2 separate regions of the Sus scrofa genome follow, and region 2 is linked to region 1. A link is a contact called in public Hi-C data. All regions are on one chromosome and are shown on one strand. Each heading gives the region's core, a stretch centred on a gene start, on an enhancer-like site or on the middle of the called end of the contact. The rest is flanking DNA. Distances are from core to core; before and after follow the strand shown. Region 1 overlaps COL21A1 (collagen alpha-1(XXI) chain). Region 2 overlaps COL21A1 (collagen alpha-1(XXI) chain).

The links. Hi-C and Micro-C count contacts between places; a contact is called where the count stands out from the background.
Region 2: a Hi-C map of liver shows a contact between it and region 1, with 5 times the contacts expected there. The contact joins two enhancer-like sites. A contact is called at or near these places in 2 of 47 Hi-C or Micro-C datasets (embryonic fibroblasts and liver).

What each region holds. Positions count from the first base shown.
Region 1 is chr7:29,427,882-29,432,810 of Sscrofa11.1, forward strand. All of the region lies in intron 1 of COL21A1 (collagen alpha-1(XXI) chain), which reads left to right. Among named protein-coding and RNA genes, the nearest start is that of COL21A1, 15 kb to the left of the region's middle. Within about 2 kb of position 2,895, at least 8 of the 83 cell types and tissues checked have an H3K27ac peak or open chromatin away from gene starts, as enhancers often do. A contact at or near this core is called in liver, where this site is marked.
Region 2 is chr7:29,586,499-29,591,522 of Sscrofa11.1, forward strand. COL21A1 (collagen alpha-1(XXI) chain) reads left to right here. Exons shown (of 30, transcript XM_013977769.1): 20 at 1,149-1,202; 21 at 2,357-2,410. Among named protein-coding and RNA genes, the nearest start is that of RPS18, 50 kb to the right of the region's middle. Within about 2 kb of position 2,058, at least 5 of the 83 cell types and tissues checked have an H3K27ac peak or open chromatin away from gene starts, as enhancers often do. A contact at or near this core is called in liver, where this site is marked.

The DNA.
Region 1 (4,929 bases), core at 1,645-4,144:
CGTATAAGTGGAACCACACAGTATTTGCTGTTTTGTGATTGGCATATTTCATTCTGCATCATTTTTATTTTTATTTATTTATTTATTTATGTTTGTCTTTTATCTTTTTAGGGCCACACCCACGGCATATAGGTTCCCAGGCTAGGGGTTTAATCGGAGCTGTAGCTGCCGGCCTATGCCATGGCCACCCACCGCCACGCCAGATCCAAGCCGTGTCTGCAACCTACACCACAGCTCACGGCAACGCTGGATCCTTAACCCACTGAGCGAGGCCAGGGATGGAACCTGCAACCTCACCGTTTCTAGTTGGATTTGTTTCTGCTGCGCCACGACGGGAACTCTCATTCTGCATCATTTTTAAATTTTATTTTTATGAGGGTAGAGTTGATTTACAGTGTTGTGCCAATTTCTGCTGTTCCGCAGAGTGACGCAGTTATATGTATATATACATTCTTTTATATCCTCTTCCATCCTGGTCTATCCCAAGAGACTGGTTATGGTTCCCTGTGCTGTACCGTAGGACCTCATTGCTTATCCATTCGAAATGGAATAGTTTGCATCTGCCAACCCCAACTCCGCATCCATCCCTCTCCCTCCCCCCTCCCCCTTGGCGAAATGCATAGAGACAGAAAGCAGACCCTTGGTTTCCAGCAACAGGGGGAGGAGGCGTGGGGAGTTACTGTTTAATGTGACTGATTGGTGGGAACAGAGGACCAGTCTGGGAAGATGGAAGAGGTTCTGTAGATGGATTTAGTGAAGGCCGTACACCAGTGTGAATGTGCTTAATACGCTGAACTGTGCCCTTAATAAATGGTCCTCCTGATGGTAAATGTTTAAATAAATAAGTAAATGTGTGTGTGTGTGTGTTCCGCCTTCCCCTTCATCCCCTCTCCCAGTGTTTTTTTCCCCCAAGATGAGCACTTATCACAAAGGCAGCTACGGAAGAAACTTCTTCCGTTTGCCTTGCTTTCATTGTTTTAGGCCAGTCTGCTTTCATTGTTTTAGGCCAGTCTGTTGTACCCGAGACAGTGTCCTCAGGGAATCCGGTGACAGTCTTCCCAAACTGCAGTCAGGGCTCCATCAGCCCCCCTTCTCCAGGGTGCAAGACTGCACTGCCGTTGCTCTGGACTCTAGAGAATCTCAGATTGGGACTTTTTTCCTTCAAAACCTTTCTCCTAGGATTTCTGAGTTCTCAGAGCCATCATGTGATGTGTTCTAAAGCAAATGGGGAAGGAAGAAGGTGGATTTTATGATCTGCAGAAGCTGCCAGAGTGGGTTTCCATTGCCCTCATTAGGGAGTTGAGACATTTCAAATGGAAGATACAGAATTTTGAGTTTTGAATATCAAGAGGGGAGAAGGGACAGAAGAACTCCCAAGGAAGCCCTTACTGTGACTTTCATCACTTTGACAACAAGGAGCTGTGGATAATTATAAAAACATTGGTATGTGCTATATGGGAGAAGAAAAGCAACAAGTCAGCAAAATAAATTTCAGTGGCTCTCTTGGTGCCCAGTAGACTGAGGTTGGCCATGGCCCCAGGTTGCTTATGACACAGTTGGGAAATGGACTATTTCTTTTCTTTTCTTTTTGTCTTTTTAGGGCCGCACCTGTGCACATGGAGGTTCCCAGGCTAGGGGTCGAAGCAGAGCTACAGCTGCCGGCCTACACCACAGCCACAGCAACTCGGGATCCTTAACCCACCGAGTGAGGCCAGGGATCGAACCCGCAACCTCATGGTTACTAGTCGGGTTTGTTAACCACTGAGCCACTACCAGAACTCGGAGATGGACTATTTCAAATATAATTTTTAGAAGCAAAATAAGACTGAGCTCTAATCAGAGCTGTAGCCACCGGCCTATGCCAGAGCCACAGCAACACCAAATCCAAGCCGTGTCTGCGGCCGACACCACAGCTCACAGCAATGCTGGATCCTTAGCCCACTGAGCGAGGCCAGGGATCAAACCCGCAACCTCATAGTTCCTAGTCGGATTCATTAACCACTGAGCCACGATGGGAACTCCGAAATGTGACATTCTAAAACTGCCCCTTTGGGGGGGCCATGGTTTGTAGTTAATCTCCAGTCTGGTCAGCCTTCTGTGGATGCACTGAATTTTGATTCATTTTGACCATTGGTTGCTGAAGAAAGGGTGTAACCTTGTTCTTTTCTCCCTGTCGCCCAAGCACAGACTCATTTTTGGCAGCCAGCACAGATTGGTGACTTCAGCCTGCCATTAGCTAAGGCCTTCTGTCTGCTCAGCCCTCCTGCTATCGAGCCAGCTGATTCTTTTGAAACATTCCACAGTCCAGAGTCCAGATCCTAGGATTTTTGTGCGTTCCTTTTGAATTTTGTCTTACTGCAGTTGGCTCATTATTTACCCAGCTGAGATCTTTGGAAATCTACAGGCTTTCATTCAATCAGTCAGAAATCTCTCCTCACTTTACTTTGTCTACGTTTGTGATTTGCAGGTCATCATTTTCTTCAAATGGTGACTGACCAATGAACTCCATAGGAACATGGCAGGAGTCTAAACTACCTCACCAGAAACCTCCTGGCGGGTTGGCACCCACTGATACTCTCCATTGGGGGGCCATTATAATGAGTTTTAGCTTCATAAATGTAAATCTGTTTACCAGGTGACATTTATCTGCTTTCAGTTTTGAAAGACCATAAGCCCAGTCTTCTGAGGTCAGCCTAGTACTCCTTTCAAAAGATTGCAGGTCAGTTTGATGTGATTTCTTTCTTGGCATTTAACAAGCATCATGTAGTGTTTCTGACTCATGCTTTTTTTTTTTTTTTTTTTTAAGTGCTCGCAAACAGGAGTGAGTTTTAGAATATTTAACAAACCGAAAAGCCAGGGCAGCCTTTGTGCAGTGCAGGCCCAGGGTGGTGAGAAGAGATCGCACAGCAGCTTCGCTCTGTGTCAGCTGACATGGGCAGGCTCACCACTGGTTTAAACCTGTGTTTATGAGAGGCATAGGTGCTCTTGACCTTCAGAGCTATTGCTCGTCTCCTTTCTGTTTCTGGTGTGTATTACTCACCCCCCGAGTGCTGGTCTACACCTCGCAAATTATGATGTGCAGTATAGAGGCTTAGAACTGGCTTAGGTAAGGGGCTTGGTGTGACCTGCCTGATGGGAAGGGAGGGTTTCCTGGGGGCAGAGTAAGAAATGAGATGTTTTGATACACGGCACCCGGAGCCCTGCCATAGAAATGGCCACCAGAGGGAGTTCCCGTCGTGGCGCAGTGGTTAATGAATCCAACTAGGAACCACAAGGTTGCGGGTTCGATCCCTGCCCTTGCTCAGTGAGTTAAGGATCCGGCATTGCCGTGAGCTGTAGTGTAGGTCACAGACGCGGCTCAGATCCCACGTTGCTGTGGCTATGGTATAGGCCGGCAGCTACAGCTCCGATTCGACCCCTAGCCTAGGTAGGAACCTCTACATGCTGCGGGAGCAGCCCAAGAAAAGGCAAAAAAGACAAAAAAAAAAAAAAAAAAAAAAAAAAGAAAGAAAAGAAAAAGAAAGGAAAGAAAGAAATGGCCACCAGAGCAGTGAGGGTGTTGTCATCTCTGGGTGTGGGGTGGTAGCCAACTGGCTGTTCACAGATCTATCAATCACAGGCCGGAAAGAAAAAGTCCAGAAGAAGACCTGTCAAGACAAGGGATAGCTTTCAAGAGGCACCGAAGAAAAACTGCCAAGGGTGCAGTAAATGGAGAAGATCTCAAAGAAGAATAGCTCTTGGAGTGCCTGCTGTGGTGCAGTGGGATCAGCGGCATCTCTGCAGCGCTAGGAGGTTCGATCTTTGGCCAGCACAGTGGGTTAAAGGATCTGGTGTTGCTGCGAGGCTGGGATATGAGCCCTGGCCTGGGAACTCCATATGCTGCAAGGCAGCCAAAAAAGAAAGAAGACTCTCCTGGGGTATATGTTCTAAAGCAGAGGGCTATGGGGTGTGGGTGAGGGAAGCCACGTGAAGTTGGGAAATAAGGTCGTGAATATTCAGGTGAGTGTTTCCATTGGTGATGGGGCTGTAAGTGCAGCTTTATTGAACCTTGGAGAATGTGAATGATGAGCTTTTGAAGGTGGAAGAAGTGTATGATCATTGCTTCGGGTGTACGGTCAATGGAGAACAGTAGGAAAACTCTAAAGGGGGCAGCGTTAAGCAGAGAAACGTACCCTTTCTGCCTTTCCTAGTTAACATTACAGTTTCATTGTTACAAAATACTCCTTCATTAAAGAGAATAATTAATGTGGCAGTGTGATTACAGAACTCGCCCCTCAGTCCTGTACCCTGTCTGGAGCCGTGATTGTGGCTCATGGGTTGTGGCTCAAGGGCTCAAAGTGCTGATTAATTGGCGAAATATCCTGCACACAAAAGGGGCAAGATTTGTGCCCCTCCAGTTTTAGAACTATTCAGCCCTGGCCATCTCCGAATCCAGGAAGGGGAAGGGATTTTGAAGAAAAGGAAGAAGAAGGGTAGGTATGAGGACTGGAAAAGCCGCGGAAAGTTTTCTGTGGACAGCTCTGAATTCCACATAAGTCCTTCCAGATGGTTCTGGGCTGTCCTGGGACCTCCCTTAATCCCTGAGCCGGAGGGCTTTTCTCCCCTAGCAGTTGTCTTAGGTTTATTTTTACGGAGTTGGTATATTCTTATGAAAGGAACTGTTGAGAGGGAAGACAGGTCTGCAGCTCACTCTTCAAGGTTATTGTCAACTTACTCGTAGAGATGCCCCATTTAATGGGAAGAGCGGTATCTGGCGTTAACAGTGGACCAACCTACAGGTGGTGGCTCCAAGCTCTCCAGAAGTGTCCGTGTGGGCAGGACCAGATCCACCAGCTCCCGTGTTCCCAGCATCCATTTCTCTTTCTGTCTGATGACCTGAGGGTCTGAGAGTCTGAGGTTCAGCTGGCTGGTGGGTCTGTAAGTTGGGTT
Region 2 (5,024 bases), core at 808-3,307, 160 kb after region 1:
ATATTAATTGAATTTTTTTAACTCATCACATTTCCTTTGTTATGTTCAAGAGAAAGGAAATATTTTCAATGTAATAGTTTTGTTTTTGGGTTTTTTGGGGTTTTTTTTTTTTTTTTTTGGCTTTTTAGGGCCACACTTGCAGCATATGGAAGTTCCCAGGCTAGGGGTCAAATCAGAGCTGCAGCTGCCAGCCTACACCACAGCCACAGTAACTCAGGATCCAAGCCGCATCTGTGACCTACACCACAGCTCACAGCAACACCAGATCCCTGACCCACTGACAGAGGCAGTGAAGCCAGGGATCGAACCCAAATCCTCATGGATTCTAGTCAGATTCATTTCTGCTGCACCATGAAGGGAACTCCTAATGTAATAGTATTTAAAAATGGAATTTAAGGGTTCCGGCTGTGGCACAGTGGGTTAACAATCTGACTGCATCAGCTGGGGACGCTGCAGAGGTGCAGATTGGATCCCCAGCCCCACGCAGTGGGTTAAAGGATCCAGCATTGCCACAGCTGAGGTGTAGGTCACAGCTGCAGCTCAGATTCAATCCCTGGCCTGGGAACTTCCATATGCCTTGGGGACAGCCATAATAACTAATTAATTAATTTAAATGGGATCTAAATTAAATCATTTCCTTGTTGAAATAGTTATCATTGACTTAATTTGAATCATATGGTTAGTTTAAAATATAGCCACCTGTAACTTGAAGAGAGATTATTATTTTCAGAGAATTTATTAGATTTTAACCTTTTCAAAATATTACTCAAGAAAATAGAAAATGTAAGTAAAATTGCAAGATAACATCTACGAAGAAATCTAATTCTTAGCCATTGTGACGAAAGGAAGAAAGTGAGAGTGCAGAAAAAAATAAACTTTTCTTTACATTTGTCTTTTACTAGCTCTCCAATAATTTTTTTGGTAGGTGAATTGAGCAACCAAGTTGTAAGGGCTTTGCTGGCCTTCACGCTATCTTCCATAGTTGATTCTTTATTTTCCTTTATTTGGATGTGTATAGGAAGTTTGCATTATATGCAAACATATGTTGCATTATATTTTAGTGGATTCATTATTATGGGAATTTACAACCTGAAATGGATTTAATATTCTTCTCTAAATTACTCTTGCAATCCCCAACTAACATATAGGGCTTGATGGGAAGCGATGGGCCCCCAGGTCAGCCCGGAACACCAGGACCTAAGGTAAGAAAAAGGATCCTGCACTGCACTGGGCTGGGGATTGAACCCATGCCTCAGCAAAGACCGGAGCCACTGCAATAGGATTCTTAACCCACTGCACGTTGGCAGGAATTCCTGATACCTCCTTTTTGGATAACCGTTAGTCTACCGTACTAAATTCCAGTTTTGTAAAATATTATCTAAGTGACGTCAAGGTATATTGACACAGTCAAGTCCTGTAACCTTTGGCAAGTCCTGTCGCCCCTGAGAGTTTCAGCTTGATCACTTGGAAAATTAGAAAATTTAAGCAGCCACTGTTCTATTGTACAATAATGTTGTTATGTGCTGAATGCTTTAAGTCAGTCCAACTATTATGGTCACATGTCCCCCAATGTGAGTTGAAAACGAATTTGGCTTCCTTTACTGACCAGTGAGCCCAGCTTGGCTCTGGGTGGCCACTGACCTCCCGTTCCTGGCATCACACCAATCTCTTCCATTGCGGGCTTTTGCCAGACCTTGACAAGGTTGTGATTTCAGCTGTCAAAGTGTATCTGAAAGCCAGCGACCTCTGACAGTTTATCCTGATTAGCCAGGAGGTGTGTCCTCTTTTTTAATAACCGATCCCCTTTTCCTGTCTTACATTCTCTGCCCCGTCAGCCGGTCTTGGCCTCCAAGATTCTGTGAGCAAGGACTGCGTTAGAAGCTAGACTGCTAGGGAAAAAAATCGCACAGACTAAACGTTTTCTGAAGCACGCTTCTTCCAAAATCCCACTGTGCTTTGGAGGCTAATTTTCTTTCCTTCACTGCATACAGAGAAAGTGAATCAGGGAAAGATGGAGATTCCCAGCCTAGAGGATGCCGTTTGAATACACGACTCCAGCCCGTGCAGTACCGAGACCTTGGTGGTTAGTGCTGGTCCCTAAGGATTTGAATCTCTTTCCTTAAGTGGAGCCGCCAGCCTAAAACAGGCTTGTAGAAAGCTTTATAAATATGCACATGCACTTCCTTGCTTAAAAGAATTTTTCTTAATAAGCAGGCCTCACATAGAGATTCTAAGTTTCAAGCTCTTGGAAAGTTGAAAATGTAGAAACGATTTAAATTATATTCCTTGAAGGGTCTATGTCAGATATCTGGTGACTAAACCTTTAAAAATTCAAATGGTTGTGATGCCTTGACAGGGAAATAAAGGTGAACCTGGACTCCAGGGACTGCCGGGGGCTTCTGGGCTCAAGGTAGGTGTGATATGATGTATTTGGAAATGTTTTCAAAGAATGATGAGTGCCTCCCTTATATGATGAGATTAATATTTATGTCCCTGGAGAAAAGATCCATGACCTGAAAGATTACCTCTTGTCATAAAATTAAGCTACCTGAAGGCAAATAGTGAATGTGGGCCAATTCTATCTCTGTTTTAAGGATGTTTTATCATAGTTTGAGTAATAAAGGCATGAAGGATGCTTTGATTTGGTTTTTCTAGTGTTGGTAAAAGTTGGGTGCTCCCGAGCATCCTCTCTGGTCCCGAGACCGTCTCCATCCTGTGTAGCTGAACAGAGGGGCTTTTCCCTTGATGTGATGGATGGAACTTTATTTTCAGTTTGGAACTCAGAGGCCTTCACCCCTTTCTTCTAGACCAAATGATAGACGTTTCTTTCCATCCGATTTTCAGTTCCCGTCTAGCCTTTAAAAATCTACTATAAAATTCAGCAGTTCAGGAGTAGGCAGAGTGAGCAAAGAGAACAAAACTTAGTTTCCACAGAAGAGAGTGGTTTTTATTTTATTTTATTTTATTTTATGTTTTTGTCTTTTTACGGCCACACCTGAATCATATGGAGGTTCCCAGGCTAGGGGCCCAGTTGGAGCTACAGCTGCCAGCCTATGGCTGAGTCACGGCCATAAGGGATCTGAGCCGGGTCTGCCACCCACACCACAGGTCACAGCAACGCCGGATCCTCAACCCACTGAGCAAGGCCAGGCATCGAACCCGCAACCTCATGGTTCCTAGTCAGATTCCTTTCCCCTGCGCCACGACAGGAACTCCAAGAGTGGTTTTTAATTACCATGACAGAGTTTGAGACTAGTGGTGAAACCAAGAAAGCAAAACCGAAACAGACACCATGAAGCAGGAAGCACGTACGTGGGAACATGCCTTCTTTCACAGGTTTAACATAAATATTGTTAAACATCATCATTATGTGCGTTCACATTATGCCTTTCTTATTTAAGGCTTTTAAAGGAAGGAATAATGCCCATGAGATGATAGGGAGTGGACAAGTTGAGTTACGATAACTCAGGGCATATTCCTTGTCCCTGAAATCAGCTCAGCTCAAGAATTTATGTCTGAGGAAAGTATATGTGGCGAAGCAGAAATGAATCCAACTAGGAACTGCGAAGCTACAGGTTCGATCCCTGGCCTCACTCAGTGGGTTAAAGATCTGGCGCTGCCATGGGCTGTGGTGTAGGTCACAGGCACAGTTCGGATCTGGCGTTGCTGTGGCTGTGGCTACAGCTCCGATTAGACCCCTAACCTGGGAACCTCCATATGCCGAGGGTGCAGCCCTACAAAGACAAAAGACAAAAAAAAAAAAAAAAAAAAAGAATATTCCATATATAAAAAGGACAATCATAAATATGCATGTTTAATTATAAGAATGCTCACCCCAGTCTTGTTCCTAAAAGTAAAAATTATGAAAATGAATGTTTAATGATGGGTATTTTATTACATGTGGTAAATCAATACTGTTGAATACTATTCTATAATTTTAAATTTTAAAAATATATAATGGGAAGTTCCCATCGTGGCTCAGTGGTTTACGAATCCCTCTAGGAACCATGAGGTTGCCGGTTCCATCCCTGGCCTTGCTCAGTGAATTAAGGCGTTGCTGTGGCTGTGGTGCAGGCCAGCAGCTGTAGCTCTGATTAGACCCCTAGCCTGGGAACCTCCATATGGCCATGGGTGTGGCCTTAAAAAGCCAAAATAAATATGTGTGTGTGTGTGTGTGTGTGTGTAATGGCATATAAACAACTCACAATATTAGTATATTTTGAAGTAAAAGATAAAATTATGCATACATAGTACATTTTAGTAACTAAGTTGTGTATATGAAAGGTAGAGAAAATGTATAACTAAATTAAAAGAGTGGGTATTGAGATTTTCAATAATTTTATTACTTCTGTTTCCTTACCAGTTCTATAACAATAAAATAAGGTTTTTTATTTATTTATTTATTTTTAATTTTTATTTTTTGTCTTTTTGCTATTTCTTGGGCCACTCCCGCGGCATATGGAGGTTCCCAGGCTAGGGGGTCTCATCGGAGCCGTAGCCACCGGCCTACGCCAGAACCACAGCAACTTGGGATCCGAGCCGCGTCTGCAACCTACACCACAGCTCACGGCAACGCCGGATCGTTAACCCACTGAGCAAGGGCAGGGACCGAACCCGCAACCTCATGGTTCCTAGTCGGATTCGTTAACCGCTGCGCCACGACGGGAACTCCCATTTTTTTTTTTTAATTTTTACAATAAAATAAGTTTTTTTAAAAAAGAGTTAGGAGAAAAAGCAATTTCAAGAAGAAAGAGAAAGTATTAGTAAATACAAAGATCCCTGTGTTTATTATTTTCACTGCTTTATTATTTACTTTATTGTTGAAGTTATAAATATAATAAAAATACCAAATATTTATAACATTTTAAAATATGATATATTCTCAGAATTCTTTAACCAGCAAAAATAAGAAAAAAATATAGGACGTTGTATTGAGGCTCCGGTGGACTTTTCATTCTTTGCCATTTCTGGAATAAGAACTCTAAATGTCAACAAATTTTGCAGCTCTCTGTTTTAAATTTGAG